Linked DNA regions of Sus scrofa: region 1 is linked to region 2. A link is a contact called in public Hi-C data. All regions are on one chromosome and are shown on one strand. The core of a region is the stretch at or near the end of the contact, and the rest is flanking DNA. Distances in the headings are between cores, read along the strand shown.

What was found. Hi-C and Micro-C count contacts between places; a contact is called where the count stands out from the background.
Region 1: a Hi-C map of liver shows a contact between it and region 2, with 1.7 times the contacts expected there. The contact joins two enhancer-like sites. A contact is called at or near these places in 2 of 47 Hi-C or Micro-C datasets (both in liver) and 2 of 2 datasets of contacts at active chromatin or transcription factors (alveolar macrophages and skeletal muscle).

The regions. Positions count from the first base shown.
Region 1 is chr17:51,264,205-51,270,248 of Sscrofa11.1, reverse strand. It overlaps B4GALT5 (beta-1,4-galactosyltransferase 5), which reads left to right. Exons shown (of 9, transcript XR_002340099.1): 3 at 509-622; 4 at 1,968-2,657; 5 at 3,003-3,119; 6 at 3,747-3,934; 7 at 4,918-5,040. Among named protein-coding and RNA genes, the nearest start is that of PTGIS, 67 kb to the right of the region's middle. Within about 2 kb of position 3,203, at least 24 of the 83 cell types and tissues checked have an H3K27ac peak or open chromatin away from gene starts, as enhancers often do. A contact at or near this core is called in alveolar macrophages and liver, where this site is marked.
Region 2 is chr17:51,374,255-51,379,832 of Sscrofa11.1, reverse strand. No RefSeq gene overlaps it. Among named protein-coding and RNA genes, the nearest start is that of SLC9A8, 24 kb to the left of the region's middle. Within about 2 kb of position 3,167, at least 13 of the 83 cell types and tissues checked have an H3K27ac peak or open chromatin away from gene starts, as enhancers often do. A contact at or near this core is called in alveolar macrophages and liver, where this site is marked.

The DNA.
Region 1 (6,044 bases), core at 1,954-4,453, 110 kb after region 2:
AGGTAAATACTACGGTAGTCGGCTGAAAGAAGTGAGGACAATTCCTGTAGAGAAAGACATGGGAGAATCAGTGCTGTTTTTGTTTCTGTTTTTTAATTGCGTTGTAGGGTTATTTGACTGTAAACTGAGTGCCTGTGAAGCTGTAATAAAATTAAGAATAGGGAGTTCCTGACGTGGCGCATCGGAAACAAATCTGACTGGTATCCATGAGGATGCGGCTTTCGATCCCTGGCCTTGCTCAGTGGGTTAAGGATCTGGCATTGCCTTGAGCTGTAGTGTAGGTCGCAGAGGCGGCTCAGATCCCACGTTGCTGTGGCTGAGGCGTAGGCCGGCAGCTACACCTCCAATTCAGTCCCTAGCCTGGGAACTTCCGCAGGTTCAGCCCTAAAAAGCAAAAAAAAAAAAAAAAAAGAAGAAGAAGAAAAAGAAAAATGCTTCTTCGGTAGGCATTGAAGAATTGCAGAAGTGATGACTTGACCCATCTGAGCTGCTTTTTTTCCTTCTCTAGACTATCCTCTTGACTTGAACCACAGCGAAACCTTCCTACAAACCACAACTTTTCTTCCTGAAGACTTCACCTACTTTGCAAACCACACCTGCCCCGAAAGGCTCCCTTCCATGAGTGAGTAGAGCTCTTGCTTATCTTCTCTGTATTTAAAACAGATGTCCTTTCATTTGATTAAAATAAAAAGGAGGGCGTTCTTGGTCTCTCACTGTGTCTACTTACATAGAGATTACAGACACCTCTTGGCCATTGGCAACGGGAACCGTGAAAGTCACCTGTGTCCTGGCTCTTCGTTGGTCTTTCTGCAAGGTTTCCTGGGCTCTTGGCATCATTTTCTACCATTTTTTCACTCTTTGCCGTCTTTTGCAACTTGGGGTCTGTTAAAATGTCCTCGGGAAAGTGTAGGCAAACAAGCCTTGTCTTTTAGTATAAATCTCACACCGACAGTAACTTGTTTGACATGAAAGAAGTTTTCTTTCTTTCTTTTTTTTTTTTTTTTTTTTTTTTTTTTTTTGCTTTTTAGGGCCTCACCCAAAGCATATGGAAGTTCCCAGGCTAGGTGTTGACTTGGAGCTGCAGCTGCCAGCCTAAGCCACAGCCACCACAATGCCAGATCCTTAACCCACTGAGGGAGGCCAGGGATCAAACCCACATCCTCATGGATCCTAGTCTAGTTCATTAACCACTGAGCCACAACAGGAACTCCCAGAAAGTAATTTTCTTAACCATGTGCTGGTTTTAAAAATTCTTGGGAGTTCTCTTGTGGAGCAGTGAGTTAAGGATCTGGTGTTGCCACTGCAGTGGCTCTAATTACTGCTGTGGTGCGGGTTTAGTCCCTGGCCCGGGAACTTCCACATGCCGTGAGTGTGGCCAAAAAAAAAAAATTAAAAATTCTTGGATCTTTTCTTTCTCTTCCCTTCCCCTTCCCTCTTCCTTCCCTTCTTGGAATCTCATGTGGAATCTAAAGCAATGGCAAGGTATCATTATACCTTTTCTGTGCTCTGGGGCTTCTTGGACAGTTGTCTTCTTGACCTGACTCAGATGATGAGTGTTCTGAGTTTGGACATGACTAGTCAGGGTCACTGATCAGTCAGTTGGGCGTTGTGTCTCTACCCACCTTGGGAGCACACAGAGAATGCACACAGAGGAAGCTTGACCCCTTTTCTCCTTCCTTCTTGAGAAGTTCAACTGCTGTTGTACTTAGCCTTAATTTCTTTCTACACCCTGGGCAGAAAGCAGAACTCTGAAGTCTTAATGTCTTGATTTGCCGTTTTCCCCAGTAGTCTTGATGAGCTGAAGTGCACTGAGTGGAAAGCAGAGGAAAGGATCCCCAGCCCTTTTGGAAACACAACCTGCTGAAAAAGCACTGAACCGCTGCAGAGATTAAAACCCCGAACGTAGGAACAAGAATCTACTGTTTTCAGGCCTCTTAATTATCATTTTCCTCCCCCTTTCTGTGCAGAGGGCCCAATAGACATAAACATGAGTGAAATTGGAATGGATACCATCCATGAACTCTTCTCTAAAGACCCAGCCATCAAGCTTGGAGGTCACTGGAAGCCATCGGATTGCGTGCCTCGGTGGAAGGTAGGGGTGAGGTCAGACCGCAGGTACTGGGAAGCCTACCTGGGACTTGGTGTCTTTGGAATCCCCAAGGGTTTCACACTGACATTTTGTAATTTGCACCGTCCTTGCTACTTAATGCAAAATTGTTGCATCTGTCGGGAACATATTGGAGGAATGGGTTTCCCTAAGGGCTCTTGTGTAGCCACAGAAAGTCTTTGTTCTGGTGACCCAGCCGGACCCTTATCTTCCTCACAGAGATATTGGCTGAGTGGGGGAGTTGGCAGTGGTAGGTCTCCTATGAGGCAATTGCAGAAGCTGCCCCACAAATTCGGTACTTCATGCCTTATTTGGCAATCCTGCTGTGAGTTTAGTGGAATAAAAAGCCGAGTTGTCCAGCCCGACACTGAGAACTGTTTAGTTTCGCCCTGTGTGACTGTCGTCAGGAGACGTCAGGAGTGTGGCTCGATCAAGCCTGTGACACCAGCCGAAGTCCCTTCTTTTCAGCGAGTCTTTATTGAAGTACTTGGTCTGTGCCAGCCCTGTGAGAAGTTGTGGTGCAGCAATGATCAAAGCATGTCTGGGACAGGTCGGTGTTTCCAGCCCATCACCAGAATGTAAAATCAATTTAATGACCAGCATTTATGTATAAATATACGTCTGTCTGTGGATATGGTATGTATTTGTGTGCTGGGTCACAGTGAGTGTAAATGTGGGTTCTGGTCTCGGATTCATTCACAGCCCCACCGTGTGCATGTTATGGTGCCTGTAAAAGCGAGATTCACTTACTTCCAAGGGTCGACTTGCCAGCACAAGTCTTCATGTAGAGAAGTTAAGGAAAAGGCTGGTCCCCAATTCTGCAGGAGTGCCCTCCTCCCACGGCACTCCGTTGAGGGGACTAACAGGTGTCCTCTTTTGCTGTGACCCACGGCAGGTGGCAATCCTTATCCCCTTCCGGAACCGCCACGAGCACCTCCCGGTCCTGCTCCGACACCTGATTCCCATGCTCCAGCGCCAGCGCCTGCAGTTTGCATTTTATGTGGTGGAGCAAGTGAGTGGTCCTTCCTTCTCTCTTCTTTCTCTTCTGAGACAGCAGTTTAGAGTGCTTCAAGCCAGTCCGTCCTCGGTGTAAAGAGCCAGTAAAACTGAAATCTAATGATTGAGTCACCCAGCGGTAGGAAGGGCGCCAGAGAGCAGTTCTGTGCTCCTGGTTTGAGATGTTGCTCAATACCAGCAGATCTGAGTGCAGGATGGAACTTTGTTTACCCTTGAACAAAGGCCACTTGTGTGCTGGTTTTACTGGAGCTGCTTTGGGTGGTGTCTTTAGGCTCCAGACCCAGGAAATTCCCCTCAAGTTAAGATAAGGAGCCACAGGTAAAAATGGCAGTGTTGTTCTTCCTTCCCTCTGGGGCTGGGTACTCTCCTGAATGCTGTTATGTGGCTGGCTGGCTGCCTTTACACAGCCTTGAGAGAGAGGAGCTTGAGTTTATCCTTATCACTCCTTTTTATTTCTGAGGAAGTTGAGGCCAGAGGTCAAGTGACTGTAAGTCAGTGATGAGAGCGGCTGGACCCACCTCCCTTCTGGCAGAGGTCTCTCAATAAGCTCTCCTTCAGGCGGGGCTGAGGCAGCCAAGATCGCGCTTCAAGAGTCCTTTTAAAAATAAAGTTCTTCTTTTAGGTTGGCACCCAACCCTTTAATCGAGCCATGCTTTTTAATGTGGGTTTTCAAGAAGCAATGAAGGACTTGGACTGGGACTGTCTTGTTTTTCACGATGTGGATCATATACCAGAAAACGATCGTAACTATTATGGATGTGGACAGATGCCAAGGCACTTTGCAACTAAACTGGATAAGTATATGTATCTGTGAGTATCATTTCCTCCTAATTAAAGAGGTTAAATCTAAAACAGTGGTTGAGAGATGCAAAGATGGCAAAATCCAGTTAGCTCCGACCCGAATGTCCGTCAGCTGCAGAAAGGATAGATGAAATGTGGTACATCCATGCGCACAAGGGAATGCTATTTGGCAGTAAAAGGGAAGGCCGCACTGATATATGGGAGGACATGGATGACCCTAGAAAACATTACGCTCCGTGAAAGAAGCTAGACTGAGTACTGTATGGCTCCGTTTTTTGGTTTGTTGTTTTTGCCGCACCTGCCACATGCTGAAGTTCCAGCCAGGGATTGAGATGCCCATGCCACAGCAGTGACCCGAGCTGCTGCAGTGACAATGCCAGATATATGATTCCATTTATGTGAAATGACCAGAATAGGCAGATGAATAGAGACAGAAAAGAGAACAGTGGTTGCATAGGGTTGAGAAGAATGGGGGAAATGAGGAGTCACTGCTAATGGGGGGCCCAAGGCTTCTTTGGGGGAGGGTGATAAAATTAGTTAAACTTAATTATCAGAGTTTCCTGGTAGCCCAGTTAAGGATTCACCGTTGTCACTGCTGTGGCTTGGGTTTGATCCTTGGCCTTATGTATGCTGTCGGTCTGGCCAAAACATAAATGAATAAAAATGAAATGAATTGTGGCCATGGTTGCACAACTTAATGAATATACTAAGAACCATTGGATCATACACTTTAAAAAGGTGAATTATATGGTTTGTCAGTTCTGTCTCAATACAGCTATTATGTAAAATTAATTAGAAAAACGTTCAATTAGCTAGCTTCTCAGGTTGATGCATCTCAGCCCCAGAAAACAATTTCCAGTGCCCCAGGACTGTAGCACAGAGGGTTTTGTTTTACTTAAGACTTAGTTCTTCAGTGAAATGGCCTGTTCTGGGAGGGAAAAGAAATCACTCTTTAAGACACAAATGATTGATGCCATACATCTCTTTTTTAGGCTTCCTTATAATGAGTTCTTTGGCGGAGTGAGCGGCTTAACAGTGGAACAGTTTCGGAAAATCAATGGCTTTCCTAATGCCTTCTGGGGTTGGGGTGGAGAAGATGACGACCTGTGGAACAGGTACCCCCTTCTGCTGTCTTCCAGAGATGCTATCTTAGATTCTCCAGACCAGCACCGTCTAATAAATGCTCTTAGACTCTCCAGACCAGCACCGTCTAATAAATGCTCTTAGACTCTCCAGACCAGTACCGTCTAATAGCAATTATGGTGTATTAAGCCATGTATGTAATTTTCAGTGTTTTTTGCCACATTTTAAAAGGTTAGAAAGGAAAAAGGTGCAATTCATTATTATATTAATAAACAGTTTTAACAGTTGTATTTGTCACAGTATATCCAAAATAATGCCATTTCAACATGTGTTTGTTAGAGATATTTTACATTCATTTTTTTCTTACTAAATCCTTGAAATCTGGTGTGTATTTTACACTCACAGCACATGTCACTCAAGCCTCCCCAAACCAGAGGTCAGATGTTAGTTGTGTGTACACAGATTTATCCCTGCCATCAGATGAGGCTTGTATGACACAAGTTTGTGTGAACAATCCTTTGTGTCGGTGGCTTAAAGTAGTAGTTTTACAGAGTAGGTAAACAAGTAACAAATAACCAAAAGGATTTCTACTCTGTATCTACTTTTTAGCTCAGCTTTTTTTTTAGGAAAAGATGGGTTGGGGTTGTTACCACAAAGTAGTATTTGCTGGTAAAAACCCAGATGATACAAAAATGCATAAACAAAGAGCATAAATCTTAATCCCCCTTCTTATCCTGTTTCCTTCCCAGGGCGCAGCCATTTGAACAAGCTGTTTCTTTCTATATAGTCTATCTGTTCATCCATAACAACTCAGACACATCCCTTCTCCCCTTCCAACCGTATTAATGTAGACAGACCCACTTCATTATTTTATATATATACATTTTTTTCTTTTTTTTTCAGGGCTGCACCCGTGGCATATGGAAGTTCCCAGGCCAGGGGTTGAATTGGAACTGCAGCTGCCGGCCTTCGCCACAGCCACAGCCATAGCCACACCAGATCCTTAACCCACTGAGGCTAGGGATTGAACCCACAT
Region 2 (5,578 bases), core at 1,918-4,417:
GGGGGGTCTCTTAGGGGGCCCACAACAGGCCAGTGCGCATACTGCTTTTCAGCTGCAAAGCGTGTTAGAAAAATAAGTTATGAGGCAGGTCTGTTCTAAGAAGGCTTGAACTCTGTTATCAGCCAGAGCCCTTTTGGCTGTGAGTGACAGAAAACCAATCTGAGGAGACGCTTCAATGAGGGTCCTGCAGACGTAGATCTGAGACAAGGATTTGTGCGCAAGTAGTTTGTTTGGGAGCTGACTCTCCGAAGCACTGACAGGGGAGGTGGCAAGTTCGACAAGGAAGGGAAAGAAGCCAATAGAAAGTGAGTTACTGAGCAGGTATTCACTCTGGGCACCTGAGGCTCAAGCCCACTGTGGGTCTCCTGGAGATAAGGTGGGACACACGTCACATCTGTCCCCTCAGGGGCAAGGGAGTCCGAATATTTGTCCACAAACTCCTGTCGGTCACTGGGGAGGGTACCCCGCCCCAGGCATTCTCAGTTGGTCTGTACTCAGGGCACGGGAGGGACAAGCCCTCAGACAGGAAGCACAGGGCTGGGAATTGGAAGCCATCAGGTCACCAAGCGTCAACATGATGATTGCGCAGGGGGTACGGGCAGAGGATCAGCATCATCTGCTGCAGTGACTTAGGCCAGAAAAACCAAAACATATTGGCTCACAGAGAATAACAGGTGCAGGGATGTGCTGGCATCCACGTACAGCTAAATTCAGGGGCTCGTAAATTATCAGACCTCAGTCTCTCTCTAATGCTCTCAGTAGTGGCTGCCTTTAAGCTTCAGGCTTTCAGATGGGTCTAGCACAGCGGGAAGGAAATAATTCTTTGCCAATGATGCCACCAGAAACGCAAGGGTTGACTCATTGGTCCACTTGGGGCACATGCCCATCCCTGAGCCAGTCTCTCTGGGCAGAGGGATGAGGTGTTGATTGGCTGCTGTAGGGCATTTGGTCTCAGGAGCCAAGGACAGAATTAGTTCCATGTGCCTTATGTAGACAGGGAGTAAAGAAGGAGCTTGGGGAAATCGGGATGCTATTACAAGGGGATGGGGAATTGGGTCCTGAGTAGGTAAAGCCAAGAGGACATTTGTAACTCCCCCCTGTAGATGAGAAAGAGCACACCAGATGAGGTAAGGGACTTGCCCAACCTTATTCAGTTAAGACAGCAGCAGACTAACTTCCTATCTTATCCCAGCATCTTTCCTCCAGAGGCTGGTGGCCTCTCTCTCTCAATAAACAGGGTTGGTTTATCCAATGCACACTCATTAGAGTTCTCCTGCTCTAGCTTCTTTCCTCGCTCCATCACCTGTGTGACTCTAATACATGTCCTCCTGCGTTTGTTAAATACATGTCTGAACCCCCATTTCCCAGGCAGAGAAACTGAGAGTTTAAAATTTTAGGGGTTGGGAAGCTCTTTCTGTAAAGGGTGAAATAGTAAATATTTTAGACTTTGCAGGCCACCTAAGGTCTCTGTTGCCTGTTCCTCTCGTTGTCCTCCTCCTTGCTTCAGCCCTTTAAAAATGTTAAAACCGTTTTCAGCTGCAAGGGCCATCAGGCCACAGTGTGCCAATCCTGGTAGAATGGAAGAACAGAAGATTTGCTGTCCCAGGGGGTGGACTCTGGTGCTGATCTAGAGCAGATCCCTTTGTCCCTGAGCCTCAGTCCCTCAACCATAAAGGAGAGACCCGCCCCCCCCCCCCCCGTCTTGAGGCTGATTGGAGAAATAAAGATTATGAATAATAAAGTGCTGTATATGAGAGTACAAACTAGAGACCCAAAGTAACCTTGGCTTACTAAGGGAAAAATTGTTTTTGTAATTGAAATAAAATATACATAAAAAGGACCCAGAAGTGGGTCCAGGGGGTATATAGGAGGGGAGCTTCCCATTGGCTGTAACTTAGTCACATTTTTCCACCTCGCTTCAAAGAAGCCTGGGATATGTGGTAAAGCTGTGGGAAGCTGTGGGTCCAGCTAAAAATCAGGCATTCTCTCACTAGGAAAGAGGAGGCAGGAACAGATATTAGAGGGATTATTCATAATCTTTGCCCAAAGCATCTGCTTCAGAGAGGTTCTACAAAAGATAACTGCTATTGTTGTCTCTTCTTTGAAAAAACCAGTAGGTATATTTGAAAGATGCACGTAAATACTGGATGTGGATATCACCCTGCATTGAACTTTGGAATCAGTGCAATAGGGCTTAAGTCTCTATTTTCATGCCTTTCTAGGCTGTGTGACCCTGAATAAGTTACTTAACCTCTCTGAATCCTGCTTTCATCATCTGTCAAGCAGGGATAAAGACATATGACTCATGCAGGGGCTGGGAAAATCAATGAACATAAAGCTCAAGCACAATGTCCAGCCCAAAGGGGGTTCTCAATAAATGGTCATTTTATTGATAAGACATGTGTATGATAGATAAGAACATGAGCTCATAGATCAGACAGACCTGGGTTCAAACGCAGACTCTTAATTCCTAGGTGGGCAAACTATTTAACCTCTCTGTGCCTCATTCACCTCATCTGTGAAATGGGAGCAATAACAATTCCAGCCTCCTGGATGGGCTTCAGGCTCCAAGGAATTGCTGACATATTGAAACCAGCAGCAAGGTGAGTTATTACTAGGTTCACTTTCCTATTTAGAGTTTGTGGAAGAAGAGGCAAGTTTCAAAAGCCTGTTCCTGCAAACATAATCTGCAAAGAAGTCATAACGTGAAATAATTAATGCTGTATTATGCCAGCAATAAAGTTCGACAACAGGCAAAAATAATCATTAGGGTTGGAAATCAGGGTGATAGTTACCATGCTGGTGGCAACAGAGACTGGAGGGGGCTTCTAGGGGCCTGGAAGTGTTCCTTGATCTGGGGGCTGGTTATCCTAGTGTGGTGCCTTTGTGAAATTTTATTGAGTTGTCACTTGTGTGTGTGCTTTTCTATATGTATGTTACACTTCAATGAAAAGTTTCCTCCGAAAAATATTTGTGGTCTTTTAGAAGACAGCAGCGGCTGCGGGGGGCAAGAGGCACAGGTGGAGGCATCCTTCCTGGCCAGTCACCACAGTTTCTGTTTCGGCTCGAGTTACTGGCATCAGCTTCCCCTCTAAATGCTCAACTTGGCCTCTACCCCTGGAGCCTCTGGCCACAAAGTTCCCCTTCCCCTGTGATGTGGCCTGATTACCACATCCGGGTCAGTCTGGTGCCAGCCAGCCTGACTGCCCATGTTATCAGCTCTTGGACTGTGGGAGAGACTTGTTTGGACAGGGAAATGTCAATAAGTTACCAGGAATGGTGGCCTTATTGCATTGATCATACAAGTGGCATTGGAGGTGCTCGTTCTTTATTTCATTAATCCAAACACTTGGGGGGGGGCACCCACTATGTATGTAGTTCTAGACAAGGTTTGTGGTTGGTACAAAGATGTTTCATTCTTGCATGCAATAAATATTTATTGAGCACCTACCAGGTACTGTGCTAGGTACTAGGGATGCCCCTGTGTGGAAAACAGACATGATCCCTGCCTTCCTGGAGCTGACTTAATAGTGGCAGGAGATAGACAACCAATAAATTAATATACAGCATGTTAGATGGTGATGAACGAAAAATTACGCAGAGATGCTGAGCCATGGCTAATGACTGGATGTGAGGGGTGAGAGATAGAAAGGAATCCAAGATGGTGCTCAGGATTTTGGCTCGAGCAAATAGAAGGCTGAAGGAGACATTAACTAAGATGGTAAGAAGACAGAGCACCTTGGGTGGGGAGAAAGTTCGGAGCTGGATTTTGGGCATGTTCATTTTGAGATGGCTGTTAGATCTCTAAGTGGAGATGGGGAAGAGGCAGATGAAGATCTGATCCTGAAGTTCAGGACAGAGGTCTTGGGCCAAAGACATCCATTCAAGGATGTTAGTGCTTAGACGGTATCTCAAGGCAGGAGACTAGATGGGACAAGGTTTCTGAGGACTGAGCTGTGGGGCACATGCAACACAATCAAGGTCAGAGAGACAGGAGAAAACCAGCATAGGAGGCTGAGCAGGAGCAACCATCATTAAAATAAAAATGACTCCTCATTATTAAAATAATAGCCACTTGGAATTCCCGTCGTGGCACAGTGGTTAAGGAATCCGACTAGGAGCCGTGAGGTTGTGGGTTCAACCCCTGGCTTTGCTCAGTGGGTTAAGGATCTGGCGTTGCCATGAGCTGTGGTGTAGGTCACAGACGCGGCTCAGATCCTGCATTGCTGGGGCTGTGGCGTAGGCCGGTGGCTACAGCTCTGATTAGACCCCTAGCCTGGGAACTTCCATGTGCCGCGGGAAGCGGCCCTAGAAAAGACAAAAATAAATAAATAAAATAAAATAATAGCCACCCTTGGAAAAGATTGTGTCAAGGTGGAATGCAATCCAACACACATTTTTACAAAAACAAACAAACAAAACCCCCCAAAATCCCAGGTGCAGCTCTGCATCTACTTATGTTAGTAAAAATATATGTTTTAAAATCATCATAAATTGATTCAGGCAAAAATCATTAACGAATGCTAATCTGAAGAAATTTATGAGGAACAAACGATTCCATTGTCTTCACATGGCCCCTAGTAGATTACTTATAAGTTTCGAGGAGAACTGGTATACCTTCACCAGGAAATCAAAATCTCCATCACCAAGGAGAGGCGGATGACATCACGGCTGTCCAAACGTGATGCCCTGAGAAAGATGCAACATCACTTAAGTCATGTTTCAGCCAGGGATGCATAGCATGAAACAAACTGGGGCAGACTGTATTTTCCAGGTCACACCATTTATATCCCATCCCAAATGCTTTTCTAATGAGATGACATTGATATGTCTCTTCTGGAGGTAGGCTCCCTGTTCTTTGTCCTTGAACCTGGGCAGAACATTGTACCTTCTTCAACTAATAGAATGCAGTGAATGTGCCGTGCATGACCTTCAAGGCTGGATCATAAAAGGCAGCAGGACTTCTTCCGTTTATACTTAGCCTTCCCTTCATCACTAAGGAAGCTCAGTGCACATGGAGAGGCCTGTTGTCAGTGTTCTGACTAATGGCCCCAGCTAAACTCCAGCCAGCAGGCAGTGTCAACTGCCAGATATATGAGTGAATGAGCCTTCAGATATTTCAGCTCCTGGCCTTTCAGTTTCCAGCAGAGGGCCCAGATATAAGCAGGCAGATCTCAAATGGGGAACCTTCTATGCAATAACTAATCTGTTTTCTTCAAAAACATTAATGTCATAAAAGACAGGGAAAAGCTAAGGAATCATTCCAAATTAAAGCAAAGAGACAACGACTAAATGCTAAAAACATGGTCTTGAACTGGATCCCGTACTTGAAAGAAAAAAAAAGGTTGTAAAGCATGTTATTGTAACAGTTGACAAAATCAGAATGTGGATGGCAGATTAAAGTATTATATCAAGGTAAATTTCCTGAATTCGGTAACCAAGCTAAGTTACATTAAAAAATATCCTGTTCTTAGGAAAATATACTGAAATATTAAGGGGTAAATGGGGGATGATGTATATAATCTATTCTCAGATGTTTCTGAAAAATAAATATTAGTAGGAGTTCCCATTGTGACTC